Linked DNA regions of Astyanax mexicanus: region 1 is linked to region 2. The links are chromatin contacts, called in public Hi-C maps. All regions are on one chromosome and are shown on one strand. Each heading gives the region's core, a stretch centred on a gene start, on an enhancer-like site or on the middle of the called end of the contact. The rest is flanking DNA. Distances are from core to core; before and after follow the strand shown.

Evidence for each region. A called contact is a pair of places that touch in the nucleus more often than the background predicts.
Region 1: a Hi-C map of muscle shows a contact between it and region 2, with 5 times the contacts expected there. The contact joins the enhancer-like site here to the promoter of ube2e2 in region 2. A contact is called at or near these places in 2 of 3 Hi-C or Micro-C datasets (both in muscle).

The regions. Positions count from the first base shown.
Region 1 is chr1:123,995,034-123,998,974 of AstMex3_surface, forward strand. ube2e2 (ubiquitin-conjugating enzyme E2E 2) reads left to right here. Exons shown (of 6, transcript XM_007241069.4): 4 at 3,699-3,831. Among protein-coding and RNA genes, the nearest start is that of LOC111190071, 14 kb to the right of the region's middle. Within about 2 kb of position 1,323, the one cell type or tissue checked has an H3K27ac peak away from gene starts, as active enhancers do.
Region 2 is chr1:123,956,411-123,960,886 of AstMex3_surface, forward strand. It overlaps ube2e2 (ubiquitin-conjugating enzyme E2E 2), which reads left to right and starts at 2,441. Exons shown (of 6, transcript XM_007241069.4): 1 at 2,441-2,590.

The sequences.
Region 1 (3,941 bases), core at 73-2,572, 38 kb after region 2:
AATATTCATACATTTCAGTGCATGCAGAAAGGGTTCCCACTGTATTAACTGCTCGACACAGGTATACCGGTACTGAAGAATACAAATTGTGGCATTTTTTATGGTGTAAAGAGGTGTTATTTTCAGGGTTCAGTTTACAGTTCACAACAAACCATGCAAGAACATTGTCTTCACTTCATTGTTCAGACCTCTCTTTGAGGTAGGAGCAAAATAAAGTTAATACAGCAAGAAGATCCTGTGTTAATAGGTTAATTCAGTAGCTGTACACCCTGCAGTGCCCCTCAATGTGTATACTCTGGTGACGTCAACAATGTGCAGTGCTATAAGTGTGGTTTTAACAGGCACGCTTTTTGGGACACAGCCACCATTACCGCCTAAAAAAAAATAAAGAAAAATTCGGCCCGTCCTCAGATTCAGCAGAAGAACACAGAGCTGTTTCAGATATCTGTCAGTTTAGAATATCAGCTGTGTTTATAGTAATATTAGAAATGGAGAAAAATGCAGATTAAGACTATAGCGCTTTTGAGTCCACGCTAAATTTGTTAGCAATTAAGTTATATAACAAGCTAAGATTACAATAATCCATTTACCTGTGGAATTCTTACAGCACATTAAATGTGTACAATTTGGACTAAAAATCGTTTATTTTTTTTCCTTTCAGTAATTTGTTTTATTGAGAAAAAAGTTAAATTAAAACTATAATTTGGAAGACTAGAACATTGAAATTAATAGCATTGAAACAAAGATTAATTGTTTAATTAAGATTTACCTTATTAAAGGGTGGAATCACTGGGGAAACATTTGTGTGTTCATAATAAAAGGTAGTGAATGTATTCTAATGTTTTTAGAGGTTGTTACTTTCTGTGAGTTTTCCTTTTGTTTCCTCATGCTTTTTTAATAGTTGAATGAATTTCTGCATGCTTTGTTTGTTTGTCAATCAGTTAAAGTAAAAAAAAATAACTGAATATTATACTGGATGCCTTAAAAATCTCTTAAAAACAAAATTCTGTAATTACCTGATCTTTACATACCCAGGCAAAGCCCTTGCGTACCAGCACAACACAGAAGCAAGGAGGTGGTCATAATGTTATGCTTAATCAGGTGATATATCAGTAGATATATCAGTCGATATATTTGCGTATCATTATGTGTTTTATTGTGTTTGCTGCACGCGTGTGTTCCTCGCTGAATAAGAGCTCGGGGGTAATTATATAAAATTCAGCCGATTGTTTATTATCCCGAGCAGCTGGACGCGTTCCCAGCCTGCTGTTGGAACGGGGCCAGTCAGGATCGTGCTGACAGCAGTGAAGCAGCGATGGGGGAGGGGGAATGCTATAAATCCTAAATATGGCACTTATCTGCGAGGGAATCCAGCAGAGGTGGCAGCCTTTTGATTCAGAGTGGCTATTAAAGCTCAAAAGAAAGACCTTTCTGCGCGGCGCTACGCGGTGGTGTAGATATTACCTGCTGTCTGCAGTCGTTTCAGCTGTTAGCCTCACTTTAGGAGGTGTGAGGATCAGTTCCAGCTCTTATCATGCCCTCGCTGGGGAAATGCGTGTGGAATAAGGCCAGATTTAAACGTGCATGAAGAATGAAGTTTGGATGACGTTTTTATGTTCAAATGTTTGTGAACACCCCTGGTACAGCTTTTAAAATGAATGCACGGGTCTTTTCACCGATTGGATGCCATTTGTAGTAACTCCAAGGGTCCTATTTTAGCAATCTGTAGGTGAGAAGCTTGTTAGTGTGTCTTTGCTATCGTAGCGACGGGAAAAGTACACCTTGTGCGTCTCCAAATGAGCGAAAGGCATGTAATTATTCTCTTAATTAATTGTGGGTGTGGTTCATTTTGGGCGTAACGGAAAATAAACCCATCAGTGTGTCACTTGCTCATCATTCCCTTTAAGAGTCAGGCGCTCTGACTTTGGCGGATTGCAATTTTAACAGCGCATCTACCTGGACATGTTCAATAAACGCTTCTCAGCAGAGGAAACTGACCTGCTCATTCACGCTGTAAAGGAGCTATTACAGCAATGTTTTTGTATTTAGTATTCAGTTGTATTCAGTTGTATTCAGGTTGTATTCAGTCAGTGGCACACCTGTGTTTTCCATTGCCAAGATAGCAATACACCAGAAATTTCCCTGAACACACCTCATTTCCAGACCACCACACCCATCAGTGTAGATATATTCAGAAGCTCTGTTACTATTTAAACAATACAGGCAGAAGGGGTCTAAGGTAGCAATGAACATCATGACACACCTCGTACAGGGAAGGGAGTAAGATAGGGCTTGAGGTACTGTCTAATACACAATTCTGTACTGATGCAGTTTTTATGTCCAGGAAAACACTCTCCTCACTCATTGCTCACTCAAGTACTGATAATATCGCTCCATCCCTCTACATTGTCCTTGACATCATTGTGGTGATTTAGCTCTGTTTCTAAGGTCACTAGATCAGATCTCACGTGGGCTACAAACAGATCTGCCATCCTTTCATTTATTCTTCTCGGCTGGTCCAATCAATAGCTTGCATTGATTAATGGTTTAGTTACTTATTCACCTGTAATTAGCTTGTTGTTAGCTCCAGATGCTGTGACTAATCTTTTGTTAGGTAGGAGAATGGACGGATAATGAAAGAATCCTGTATCACTCGTAACTCTTCCTGGTTTAAGCCTGAAAGAATTAGAAACATTAGGATAGTGTATGGACCCTATAAATGGCTTAAATACAGTGTTGTGCATGAATGAGTGAATGGGGTTAAATGGCTAAAAACACAAACTAATATAGTGGATAGTATCTATCCACTTGACCTGGATCTGGAAAGTAGATTGATGTTTTTCACAAATATATACATACCTGTATATTTTTAATTATGTCAAAATAGGGATTTACTAATTTTGTTTGTTTTAAAATCTTAATCTGCCCTATTTATTTGTGACGTTTTTAAAATCTTATCTTATAATTACCCTGTATAACATTTTTTCTAAATTTACTAAAAACATTCCTATCAACCTCCAAATGCTTGTGGCAGTACTTTTCTGCCATTTTTTTCCCTTTTTTGTTTCTGGTCTAGGGCTGCCATCAAAGATTATTTTTGAAAATCGTTGAATCAATCGTTAATTAAATTTAAAAAAGCAAAAGTTGATTTCCAGCATTTTTAAATGACCTAACCTGTCTTTGTACTAATGTTGTTTTTTCATAAGAAACATACAATATATCATTATTAAAAAGCTAATGCTAACTTGTTTGCTATAATAACGTAGACCTAATTAATTGATACTTCAATTAGTTGCCAGCTATTCAACAAGTTGTTTATTAGTTGTTGCAGCTCTACTGAAATTCTGGTCCATGTTCCCTCATTCAGTACAAAGTTATTGAGTATACAAGTTTAATAGAAATAACCATTAAAAATCCCAGTTTCTTTAATATAAGGTGTAGTTAAAATACCTCATACACCTGATATAGACCTGAACAATTCAGTGGTGTCACGTTTAGTCTTAAACAGCTGATTAATGCTTGTGTTTCTGTGATTGACTTGTCTCTGGTCACTCTGGTCACAGACCCTTGGCTAGTTTTCAGACCGTGCCGAGTGCAGTCAGACGGGCAGTTGTGCACCACAAGTGGCACATTGTGTGCTTGTGGTTGGATTAAAACGAAGGAACAGCTATTCATAACTGTCTTGTTTTCCTCCACAGTGCTGGCCCCAAAGGAGACAACATCTATGAGTGGAGGTCGACCATCCTGGGACCACCAGGTTCGGTCTATGAGGGAGGGGTGTTTTTCCTCGACATCGCCTTTACACCTGACTACCCATTCAAACCACCCAAGGTAAGAAGAAACTGCAGTTAGTATTTTTATATTTGCCTTAGATAATACCAATTTAGTGCTTTGGGGGGGCTGTGAGTGGTCTAGCGGGCTAAGTGCTGCCACTATGATCA
Region 2 (4,476 bases), core at 1,191-3,690:
ACAGAAATTACCCCAACAAGCAGCACTGGCAGAAACTAAAGAAGCTGAGACAGGAGCAAGAACACCTAGAGGCACCTAGAAAGCAGATGATTGAGGAACTTCTGGAGAAGAGACAAACAACCTAGACAGCCTAGCTGTAAGATCACCTCCACAGCAGCAGATCACCAGACAGAGCGTCCAAAAGAAGACCACCCTGACTGCCAGACAGAGAGTCCAAAAGAAGACCACCCTGACCATCAGAAAGAACATCCCCAAGAAGACCTCCCTAACTGCCAGAACAAGCGTCCTAAAGAAGACCACTTCTACAGCCAGACAGAGCATCCCAAAGAAGACCACCCTGACTGCCAGACACAATGTCCCAAGGGAGACCACCCTGACTACCAGACAGAGCGACCAAAAGAAGACCACACTGAAATACAGACAGAGTGACCAATAAAGACCATCCTGACTGCCAGACAGATCGTTCCAAAGAAGACCACACTAACCGCCAGATAGAGCATCCCAAAGAATACCACCCTGACCACCAGACAGAGCGTCCAAAAGAAGACCAGCCTGACCACCCAACAGAGCGTCCAAAAGAAGACCACCCTAAACACCAGACAGAGCGTCCAAAAGAAGACCACACTGAATGCCAGACAGATTGTCCCAAAGAAGACCACCATGTCCACCAGACAGAGCATCCCAAAGACATTCCCTGACCGCCAGACCGAATGTCCCTAAGAAGACCACCCTGACCGCTAGACAGAGCATCCCGAAGAATACCACCCTGACCACCTGAGAGAGCATCCAAAAAAAGACCACCCTGACCGCCAGAGTATCCAAAAGAAGACCACCCTGACTGCCAGACAGAGCGTCCAAAGGAAGACCACACTGAATGCCAGACGGATTTTCCCAAAGAAGACCACCATGACCATCAGACAGAGCATCCCAAAGACCACCCTGACCGCCAGACCGAGCATCCCAAAGAAGACCACCCTGACCGCCAGACAGAGTGTCCCAAAGAAGACCACCCTGACTGCCAGACAGAGCGTTCCAAAGAAGACCAGCCAGAATGGCAGACAGAACATCCCAAAGAAGACCACCCTGACCACCAAACAAAGCAACAATACAAGACCACCCTGACTGCCAGACAGAGCAAACCAAAAGAAGACCACCCTGACTGCTAGACAGAGCGTCCCAAAGAAGACCACCCTGACGTCTCTGGATTTTCTTAGTCAGCTTAATGAGGTAGAGTCACCTAAAATAGCTTTCAGGTAACAGCTGTGCTAAACATCTCAAGAGTTATTATTCTCTGTATCTCCCTCCCTCTCTGTCTGTCCATCTCTCTGTCCATCTGTCTCTCTCTGTATCAATTCAAGGTGCATTATTGGCATGACAAATAGTGCTACATTCGTGTTGCCAAAGTTTTTAATCAGTAAAGTAAAAGAACAGTAAATAGTTTTAGATATGAACATTTTTTAGAGTGCAGAACAGAACAACGTATACATTTTAAAACAATGCAAAAAACATAATAATAATCAATAAGTGAATGTAATTAGAAGAAAACTGTGTATATCTTTCTGTGTCAGTTTCTCTCTCGCTTTGTATCTCTCTCCCACTTTCAAAGTATCTCTCTCTGTCTCTCTGTCTGTCTCTCTCTGTATCTCTCTTTCTGTGTCTGACTCTCTCTCTCTCTCTGTATCTCTCTTTGTGTCTGTCCATCTTTCTGTACATCTCTCTCTCTCTCTCTGAGTCTCTCTTTCTCTTGTCAGTCTCTTTGCATCACTCTCCCACTTTCCCAGTATCTCTTTCTCCTTCTGTATCTCTCTGTGTCTGTCCATCTTTCTGTCTCTCTCTCTCCATGTATCTCTCTCTCTCTCTCTCTCTCTCGGTCTCTCTTTCTGTCGTCAGTCTCTTTTATTCTCTTTCTAAGTATCTCTTTCTGTCTTTCTCTCTCTTTCTCTGTGTGTCTCTCTTTCTCTGTATCTCTCTTTTTTGAGGTGTCTATCTTTCTGTCTCTCTCTCTCTCCCTTTCGCTCTGTCTGTATCTCTCTCTCTCTCTGTATTTCTCTTTCTCTCTAGCTCTCTCTCTCTGTATCTCTCCCTCTCTCTTGTAAGTCTCTTTGCATCACTCTCCCACTTTCCAAGTAACAGTTATGTCTTTCTCTCTCTGTATCTCTCTGTGTGTCTGTCCATCTTTCTGTCTCTCTCTCGGTTTCTCTTTCTGTCGTCAGTCTCTTTGATTCTTTTTATAAGTATCCCTTTCTGTCTGTCTCTCTCTTTCTCTGTGTGTGTCTCTCTGTCTGTCTCTCTCTCTCTCTGTGTATCTCTCTTTTTTGGTGTGTCTATCTTTCTGTCTCTCTCTCCCTTTCGCTCTGTCTGTATCTCTCTCTCTCTCTCTCTCTCTCTCTCTCTCTCTCTCTCTCTCTCTCTCTCTCTCTCTCTCTCTCTCTCTCCCTCCTTCAGTTATATAGAGAGTAGTCGGGGGAGAAAGAGAGCGGTCGGTTGGTTGGTCGGTCGGTCGGATTGTGGATTATCTCTGGGTCTCTTCGGGGTTTTATCGTCGGTTTTAATCCGATTTTTTACCGGATCATCGGCGGCCGTTTAGCAGGTAACCCGTTCTCGCATGTTTGATGGGAAGTGCGCGGAAAAAGTGGGTAAAAAACGTCCCGTGGAAAGTGCTGGTGTTTTCTTCCACTGAGGGGGGGATGTGTGTGTGTGTGTGTGTGTGTGTGTGTGTGTGTGTAGCCTTTGTGCGGGTAGCCGGAGCAGGCCGGGCTCCTGGTGGTCTGGTAGCCGCTCTGAGGGGCGGTTTCCCCGGCCTGACCGCTGACCGAGCTCCGGTCTTCGGCTCGGCTCCTCCGCAGCTCCGCTATCTTCACTCTCGGGCCTTTCCTCGGCTTTAACACCGCCCTCCTCCCCCTCTAACCCCGCAGAACCACAGCAGACCCCTCCATCCAGCTCCAAACCCTTTATTTCCCCGTATTTTCGCTCTGTTTTTGCTCTGTACATCTTTTTTGACCCGCTTTTACTGCTAGCTTTTATCCCCTCAGAGTGCTAACCTAACCTAGCTTAGCATAGCTACCTAAAAATAACCCACCGTTTAAAAACAACGTTTTTTTAGTAACCTAGGTAACGCTACAGTTAGCTGGATAGGTTAGTTAGCTAGTGGTGTACGATACTGACCAATTTACCAGTATTGGTACCGATACCGATACTATCAAATACAGAGTCAATATATCCTAGCTAGTATATCCAATACCGATAACGATACAATACTTCTAATTATCTAAATAAAAGCTGCAGGTGGATAAGCCTTATGTTATGTTGAATCTGGAGCCTAAAATATGCCTTTCAAATATCAGTTAATCTGATTTTGCTATTTATAGGTTTGAGTAAAATGAACATTTGTTGTCCAATTCTAAAAACTACAGACAACATTTCTTCCAAATTCCATATAAAATATATATTATTTACAGCATTTATTTGAAAAAAAAGAGAAATGCCTGAAATATCAAAAAGTAGTTTAGAAATCAATATTTGGTGGAATAACCCTGATTTTAATCACAGTTTTCATGCGTCTTGGCATGTTCTCCTCCACCAGTCCTACACACTTTATGCCACTGGTGCAAAAATTCAAGCATTTCAGTTTGGTTTGATGGCTTGTGATCATCCATCTTCCTCTTGATTACATTCCAGATGTTTTCAATTTGGTAAAATCAAAGAAAATGCATAAAGCTTTAATATAATCTCTTATATTAAATGGCCTGGGTGCATCAGCTGAGCTTTACAAGCTAGTTGTAACGTTGTAACTAATTGTACAATCGTACAAATTCATAATTCACAGAAGGTTGTAATATCTCTTAATAGTGTTCATGTTAATACACTGGCCCCGGTTGCACCAGCTGAACCAAGTTCTAATCTAGGCTGACTAGGCTGACATTTTTGGTAAGATCAGATTTACACATACATAGATCACAGCAGTCATTGTTTTATTTCCACCATTAATTGAATCATGTTCATTTTAAAACCCAAGGCCTGTTTGCACCAGCTGAGCATAGGCTAGTTGCAACCTAAGTTTGTATAAAGTCCAGATTTATGCATTACTAAATCAAAACAGGTTGCACCAGACAAAAATCTATGTAAGAGTAAATATGGCTTGTACAGAGCACTTCCAGCAGTATTACATAAATCACTTTTGCCACTAAGTGTTAAGTGGCAAGCTATGTTCTTTAGTACCAGTTGTACCAAACGTTTTTATAACAAACATCTTATTTATCCACCAAAGCATGCATTTGAAGCGCTGGCAGTTTTACATCTTCAGTCATTGTGAGGGAACTTCAAGACAAATAAACCTCTAAGTAAACAAAGCCAAAAAGCTTTGTTCCTGAACGCTAGCACTGATCCAGTAGCAGTACCGGTGTTTATATTAATAGTATTGACATTTCTTATGTGTTGTCATCAAGCTGTAACATTCCCGTGATGTTTTAGCATTGA